2 separate regions of the Mus musculus genome follow, and region 1 is linked to region 2. Evidence: chromatin contacts called from public HiChIP or PLAC-seq data. All regions are on one chromosome and are shown on one strand. The core of a region is the stretch at or near the end of the contact, and the rest is flanking DNA. Distances in the headings are between cores, read along the strand shown. Region 1 overlaps Plppr1 (phospholipid phosphatase related 1). Region 2 overlaps Plppr1 (phospholipid phosphatase related 1).

Evidence for each region. HiChIP or PLAC-seq counts read pairs in DNA pulled down with a chosen protein or histone mark.
Region 1: a contact with region 2 is called in a RAD21 HiChIP or PLAC-seq map of pro-B cells, with 14 times the contacts expected there. The contact joins two enhancer-like sites. A contact is called at or near these places in 3 of 15 datasets of contacts at CTCF or cohesin (large pre-B cells, liver and pro-B cells), 10 of 484 Hi-C or Micro-C datasets (the C10 cell line, cortical neurons, hematopoietic stem and progenitor cells and 6 more) and 1 of 115 datasets of contacts at active chromatin or transcription factors (large pre-B cells).

The regions. Positions count from the first base shown.
Region 1 is chr4:49,321,081-49,324,713 of GRCm38.p6, forward strand. It overlaps Plppr1 (phospholipid phosphatase related 1), which reads left to right. Exons shown (of 8, transcript NM_178756.4): 6 at 2,268-2,444. Among named protein-coding and RNA genes, the nearest start is that of Gm22685, 34 kb to the left of the region's middle. Within about 2 kb of position 1,336, at least 1 of the 459 cell types and tissues checked has an H3K27ac peak or open chromatin away from gene starts, as enhancers often do.
Region 2 is chr4:49,151,796-49,155,349 of GRCm38.p6, forward strand. The region is part of intron 1 of Plppr1 (phospholipid phosphatase related 1); the gene reads left to right. Among named protein-coding and RNA genes, the nearest start is that of Gm32657, 92 kb to the right of the region's middle. Within about 2 kb of position 2,241, at least 7 of the 459 cell types and tissues checked have an H3K27ac peak or open chromatin away from gene starts, as enhancers often do.

The DNA.
Region 1 (3,633 bases), core at 86-2,585, 170 kb after region 2:
AGCAGCACAAGGTCACTCACTGGTGCACTGCTGTGTATGATTCACCAGTGCAAGTAGCCACAGGTCAGAAGGACCCCTAAGGAAGTCAGAGCTAAGGCTCCTTTCAAACTACCCAGATGTTCTGGAGTTTCCTCACCTGACTTCTCAGCCCTGCCTGCAGGGAGCAGCATCCCCTCTCCTCCAGCCAAGCACTGCTGGGGGCACACACTCTGTCCCTGGTTAGACTTTGTTTTTTCTTTACATAACAAAGAGGAAACGTAGGCCAAGAATCCTCAGGGACATTTAGTGTGTTTTCTGATTTTCATAATATTGATTGGTTCCTAAATTTTCTGGAGCATAATTTGTATAAAGTCACTTGATTTTGCCTCCCTCCCATTTTGCATTTTTATCAGATTCAAGTCACTACTATGTGAAATTGATTTTGATGATGCCATTATATAGATAAATTGGTAACTTAGGCCAGAGTGCCATCATCAGATGAAACCTGAACACCGGCAGCCGTGGAAAGAATTGAATATAGTGGGGGCACACCGCTCACCATGCTGGCATCATTCAAGGATTCGGACATCATCCTAGTCAAAGCAGGCCTCACACTTATATAGATAAACCCAGATACAATGTTCCAACGGAATAAATGTTTTCTGTTATGTGCTAAATTATGCTTTCAGGATTGCTCAAGGCTGATGGATATGCTAATTGCCAGGGCTTCACTGCAAGATGTAATAGAGGCGTTGAAACACTATACAACACTCATAAACATCTGCAATTATTATGTGCCAAAGACAGAGGCAACTCTAATGAAAACATTACTCAGCAGTTAGTTCCTAGGTTTCATTTAATACTGTGAAGGATATTTATGTTCTTAATGGTTAATGTTTCACAGGAACAATTCACAAAAAAAGCATACCTAGAAAACAATATAGGAGCACAAAAAATCAAGTTGAACATATGCATTTCATTCATCATTTAAGTAAGATTCCCACACAGTATTCTACCGTCTATGTGCCTTTGGTCTACCAGAGCTTTTTGCACCACCTGTAACACAGGGTAAAGAGGCGCCTGTATCCCACTAGGATTCATGCCAGTGTTGAAACATCTTGCTAGAAATTAATTTCCCAATGTAATATTGCCAAATGAATCTATGTGGATCGTACTCATATTCCGGACATCAAATATTCTATAGGTTATAATCTTAAATATCAGCCTTTGCAGGGGTTGGGGTTACTGAACTCACCATATTTGATCAGAATTAATGAGCTATGTCTATAGTCCCCAGAACCCACATAGGAGCTTGAGGCAGAAGGAGGGAACCAAGGTTGAGGCTAGACTGGGCTGTGAAGTCCATCCAAAAAGAAAAAGGGAAATGTTAGGTAACTATTGCCCTCTAGTGGTGGTTTATAGCAATTACCAAAGCATTGTAATTTGCTAGAAACACGTTTTTTCTTTACTGTGGGCATTGTGGAAACATTTGATAATAACAGCCCACATTTCTAGTGTCAGAGAGTGCAACAACTTTTATTTTCTTCATATCGTTCACCCTTTTATATACTGTACTACACAGAGAATTTTAGTGTTTTAAAACAGTTTAAAGTAGACAAGTGAGTGGATAGTAGACAAATGTAGCAGACCTCAGTTGTCCCTGACATGAAAACCAACTTCCAGCAGAATAGCGTCCCATAGTCGTGATCAGATTAGGGCGTTCATATTAGGGCTATCAGCCAGTCAGTGAATAATTTTATATCATGGTCCCAAAGAGTGCAGACGACACAGTAAAAAGTAAAATGTGAAATCTCTCCCTTACCTGGTGTCTTCTGACACAAATGCATTCAAATAGAATGTTAGCTATCTAAGAATTTTATAAGAGTTTTGTAATATCACCACACAATTCTCTGGTTATTTACATAAAAACTACATGGTCTGGATCCAGCCATTATTCATCAGTTATTCCTTCTGACAATATAGTTTCTGCTCATAAACTCATGACGATGCAAAAGTCACTAACGAACTCATGTTCATTGTCACGGCTGCCCTGTTTCCTATCTAACTAACTAGCTTAATGAAGTTGTCCAATGAGATTTGTTGCTCAGGTTTCCTTTTACAAAGTCCTTGTTTCTGACCTGGGATTCGTGTGCATTGCCGTGGAGGAGCCAGGCCAAGGACTGCCGGGGACTCACTGGTCTGGTCTCTCTCTCTCTCTCTCTCTCTCTCTCTCTCTCTCTCTCTCTCTCTCTCTCTCTCTCTCTCTCTCTCTCTCTCTTCCACTGCAGATGTACATCACAAGCACAATCAAGACGAAGAGCAGTCGGCTGGCCAAGCCAGTGCTGTGCTTGGGGACCCTCTGTACCGCCTTCCTGACAGGCCTCAACCGCGTCTCAGAGTACCGGAACCACTGTTCCGACGTGATCGCCGGCTTCATCCTGGGCACCGCAGTGGCCCTGTTTTTGGTAGGTCAGCCTTTTTCCTTCTACTTCTTCCATTTCATGTCCTCTGGGTAAAGCCACAGCTCACTCACTGACTTTCCCAGATTCCAGTCTGAGTCGCCATTCCCCGTGCTCCCGACTTCTAAGCAGCAATCCTCCAAAGAATACATATGCTTCTCTACAAGAAGAAAAGCAGAGTACTTTTGCTTTGAGAAATTTGATTGGACGCCGGGCATGGTGGACAGCTGCTTTTCCTGAATATGCTCACACATTTCTATAGAATACTCCCTGTGAAACTATTGTCACTCAACATCCCTTCCATCAGACACCAGCCCTCTTTTCCTAATGGAAGAAGATGAGAGGCTGAGGTATAAATTCTCTGGGTGAAGACACAGAGCAAGTGCTGAAATGATCCCATGCTGCTGGCCTCTCATTAGAAAGACTTCCTGAGAAACATTTTTGAAAGAAAACAAGAATTATAGATGACTTCAAGAGATCAGTCTCCAAGGGAGATCACTGGTACATGAACAAGGATGGGCTAGAAGACAAGTCACTCTTGATATCTAACATCATTAGAGCACACTATCACCCGCTAATAAGAAATGGCAGCAAAGACGTCCACACATCTGCATGGGCTTTTGAGAGATTGTCTGTGAAAGCCTGTGGGTTGCTGGGGTGCTGTATAAGAGTTCTGCTTTAAGATTAGACTTTTCTCTTAGTAACTTTCCCATCTTCTTTCCTATCCCTTGGTCATTGTTTGCTCTGTTATTGCTTCCAGTGATTTGACAGCTATGGTCAATTTTGCTTTCATCCAATTTGATTTGTACTTTAAAAATCCAGACTGCCATTGAATTGCTGTCTACTCGCTTGCACACACATATCCATAGCTCAAAGACACACATCAAGCTGGGAACAGAAGGGAAAAATGACGTCAGAGAGGGGAGAGGGAGTAACCAGATATGGAGAGGAGACAGAGAGAAGCAAAAGCCAAGAAGACCAGCATACTCTCTGTTCCCCTCCAACACTGCTTTACACATCTGTGTTTCCCATGAGAAAGGGCAATGGAAATGTGGACTGAGCAATGACTGCATGCCCTGCAATACAAACACCTCCAGTTTCGAGTTCTTAGGACACGGCTGGCAATATTTTAACCTTCATTTTACTGTCCAGTAAATTGGGCCTCAAAATATATTGCTTAGTAAATAATCACCCA
Region 2 (3,554 bases), core at 991-3,490:
CCCTGATTCCGAGGCTAACTCTTGTTAAGAGCTACTTTACTAGGACTGTCAATGGAGATAAAATGTTCACGTCCAGCAATGATTATTATGGACACATAGGGGAACAATCCATCTGGTGGCCCGTGAGTGAAAGAAAATAAAAGCAACTGCTCAAAGAGGGCTCCGAGTAGACCAGGGAAGCTTCTTAAGATATGATATAGCTGTGACAGCTTTGATTGCTTACTACTGTCTTAGGATACAGGCAGGCAGGGAGGTGTTGAAGGCAAACAGTGACTGCCATGGGCCATGACCCCCAGGGATCTTAGGTAAAACCTCGTAGACAGGACATGGGTGTTAGCTGGTCAGGTTCTAAACTTCAAGGTTTAGAGAAGCTGAGCTGGGGATGAGCAGAATAAAAACAACTGCCCATGGGCGAATGAACTTAGAGGGACACAGCAGGAACCAGGTTTGCCATTCTAGAAAAAGTGGCTGAGACAAAATTGAATAAATACAACAAGAGAGGGAGAGAAATTAAGGAGAAAGTGAAGCACAGTGTGTCTGAATGGGGGAGTAAATGCCTGGAACATTTTTGGGGGTTCTGGGTACCTACTATTTGAGATAAAGCTGCATTTCAGAGATAAAGTTGCATTTCAGTGGCACTAGTCGACATTAGAGAGCAATATAAAAACTGCTACTGATGCTACAGGGAGGGTGTGAAGCCAAGGCCTCAGGAGTTGGCCCAGTTGGTAAAGTGCTTCCCTAGCAAGCATCCACATAAAGATCTGAGTGTGGTGGTCTGTATGTATAATCCAAATGAGATCGACACAGAAGATATTTGGGGGGCTCATTGGTCAGCTAATCTAGCCAAATCTGTGAGTTTTAGATTCAGGGAGAGGTCTTGCCTCAGATATTAAGGTAGAGTGTGATCAAGGAGGAGACCTGACATTGACACTCTATTTTGCAAGCTCATGCGTGCACTTGTGGACACATATATGCATATACTATATACACACAAAGTCATGGATCAAGCTATAGTTTCTGCTAAAGGAGTTCTATTTGAACTCCTATAGAAGTTGGGAACCCATTAAATTCTTGCCTGCCTGCCTGCCTGCCTGCCTGCCTGTCTTCTTCCTGCCTTCCTGCCTTCCTGCCTTCTTCCTGCCTTCTTCCTGCCTTCCTGCCTTCCTGCCTTCTTCCTGCCTTCTTCCTGCCTTCCTGCCTTCCTGCCTTCTTCCTGCCTTCCTGCCTTCCTGCCTTCCTGCCTTCCTGCCTGCCTGCCTGCCTTTTTAAACATACAAGTGGCATGTCAGATAAATGGTTCTTCCTTCTTCTCCTTAGCCCCAGAGACATAAACAACTGTCTTTTGCTCTTATGTCCTCACAGCTTGGCTCCTAACTAATTTCCTTCAAGAGCTCTTTCCTTGTCTGCCTATGAAAGACATTGATAGCAAGTCTTATGTTTTAAACTTTTATGCCTCCAAAACAAGGGTAGCACACATGAAGTGTACATTTGCATGAGATGTTTATTTCTGGAATAAACATCCATGTTGCGTTTGGACTCAGAGAATAAGTTATTTTTCTTCTGGACTAGAGTTGGGTGCCTGGGCATGGGTCAGACAGAGTGGGGCATGGAACACTGGGGAGTTTTCTTTGAAATAATTTTTAATTAAAACATCATTAATTAAACAGCATTGTTTTACCTCTTCCAAGTTTCTCCTTCCAACTCTTCCTTTTTATTCCCTTTTGTGTTCCCTCCCTCCATGCTTCCCTCCCTCCCTCTCTCCCTTTCCCTCTCTCTTTCTCTCCCTCTGGTCTCCCCCCTCTGTCTCTCTCTTTCTCTCCTGTGTATGTGTGTGTGTTTTCCTAAAAGCATTACAACCTGTCTCATCCCTATAATGGTACTTGTATGTATATGATTTCAGGGCTGACCACTGCAGTTTTTTTTTTTTTTGTTTTTGTTTTTGTTTTTGTTTTTTTTTTTTTTTTTTTGAGAGCTCCTGTTCTTTTTCATACCTCTACAATCATGCCATGTCTGGAACCATAGCAAACCCTTCTGTGCAGGATGATTTTGAGTAGAGTTTTCCGAGTGGAACTTTACCTATGTTATCATGTCCTCATGTTCCAGTAGAGTAAGCTTCTGTTTGGGGCAGAGTGGAAGTTCACCTAGCCTTCTGAGAGATGACTGGAGTAATCTACTTTATACCGCACTGGCCCAGAGCTGACTAGCAAACTTTGCCCATCGTGTGTGGCCTGTGGAGGGCAGCAGAGGGCTTCAGAGTGTTCCAGCTTTCCCCCTGGAGGCCATTAACTGCCTGGAGATATCTGTCTCTTTCTATGAGTGTGCTGTGCTACAGAATAGAGAGATGCCCGTGGGCCAGTAACCCCTATGGAGAGAGGTTAGGCTGTGGAGAGACTGAGGAGCTCTCACCCTGAAGATCCCAAAGTGGGTTAGCAAACGCCATTGGGAAACTAGATACCGACTGAGCTTGGTCTTGGACAGGAAGGGCCACCTAGCTCGTTACAACCATTTTGCCTTCTGCAGACCACTGGAGGCCTTCATGAGCTGGATCAAATGCCTTGAACAGGAACTAGAGAATGTCCGTTAGTCCCTAGGATCTTTCTCTTGTTTAAAGAACTCAGTTGCACTGGGCTTCATAATAATACCCTGTCATCAACTCCCTTCCGCCATCCAAATCACCCATTCCCATCCTATATCTGTTCAGTAGCATTGAAGGCTGGTCCTGCGTTTAGGAGAGCATTTGTGCTGCCATCAGCTACTCGGGCAGATTCTCTGGAGGGCTTGTGACCTCTGTTCACCAATATGGCTTGCCCACATGAAGTGGTTTTTTTTTTCCTCCCGTTTAGCACATTTAGCCTGTGCCTTACTGAATTTTTCATTTATTGGCTAAGAAAAAAAAACTCTGAGTTTTTTCCAGTAGCTGAGACTCACATCTTCACACCTAAGGTGATTTTTCCAGCCACTTCTTACTATGTCTTCCCAAGAGAAAAATATCTATACATATACAGTAGTAAAACTCAGCATCTGTCGAGTGAGAAGAATGCACAACCTCTCATAGTTTCCCTTTCATTTCTTCACCTCTCTTGATACTTTCACTTACGCTGTGACCATTGAGAGACCCAATTAGTGAGTGGCTGTGTTGATCTTGCTGATGAAAATTGCTCATATTAGGGTTTATAACTTTTAAAAGCAGAAATAGCATTCAAAGGCTCATATTTGTTGTTTCTTGTTTTCAAGGTCATTCACCAATGATACCAATGGCATTATGTCTTATTGTCTATATTTTATTATTTCTCAAGGAACTATCATAAATATTATTATTATCAGCCAAGCACTCTAACACTGAGCCACATCACTAAACTTAGACATATCTTTTTTTGTGTAGAGTCTCATTGATGGGCATGGAATCTTTCTAAATGGCGTCCTCACCCTTCATCCTGTAGTCACTTAGCAACAGACCTTGATGAATGAATGGAAGGACAAGTGCCTGTTATGTAATATAAGTGCTATGTCCCATTTAACTCAACACCTTTCCATTTAGTTACCTGGATGAACAA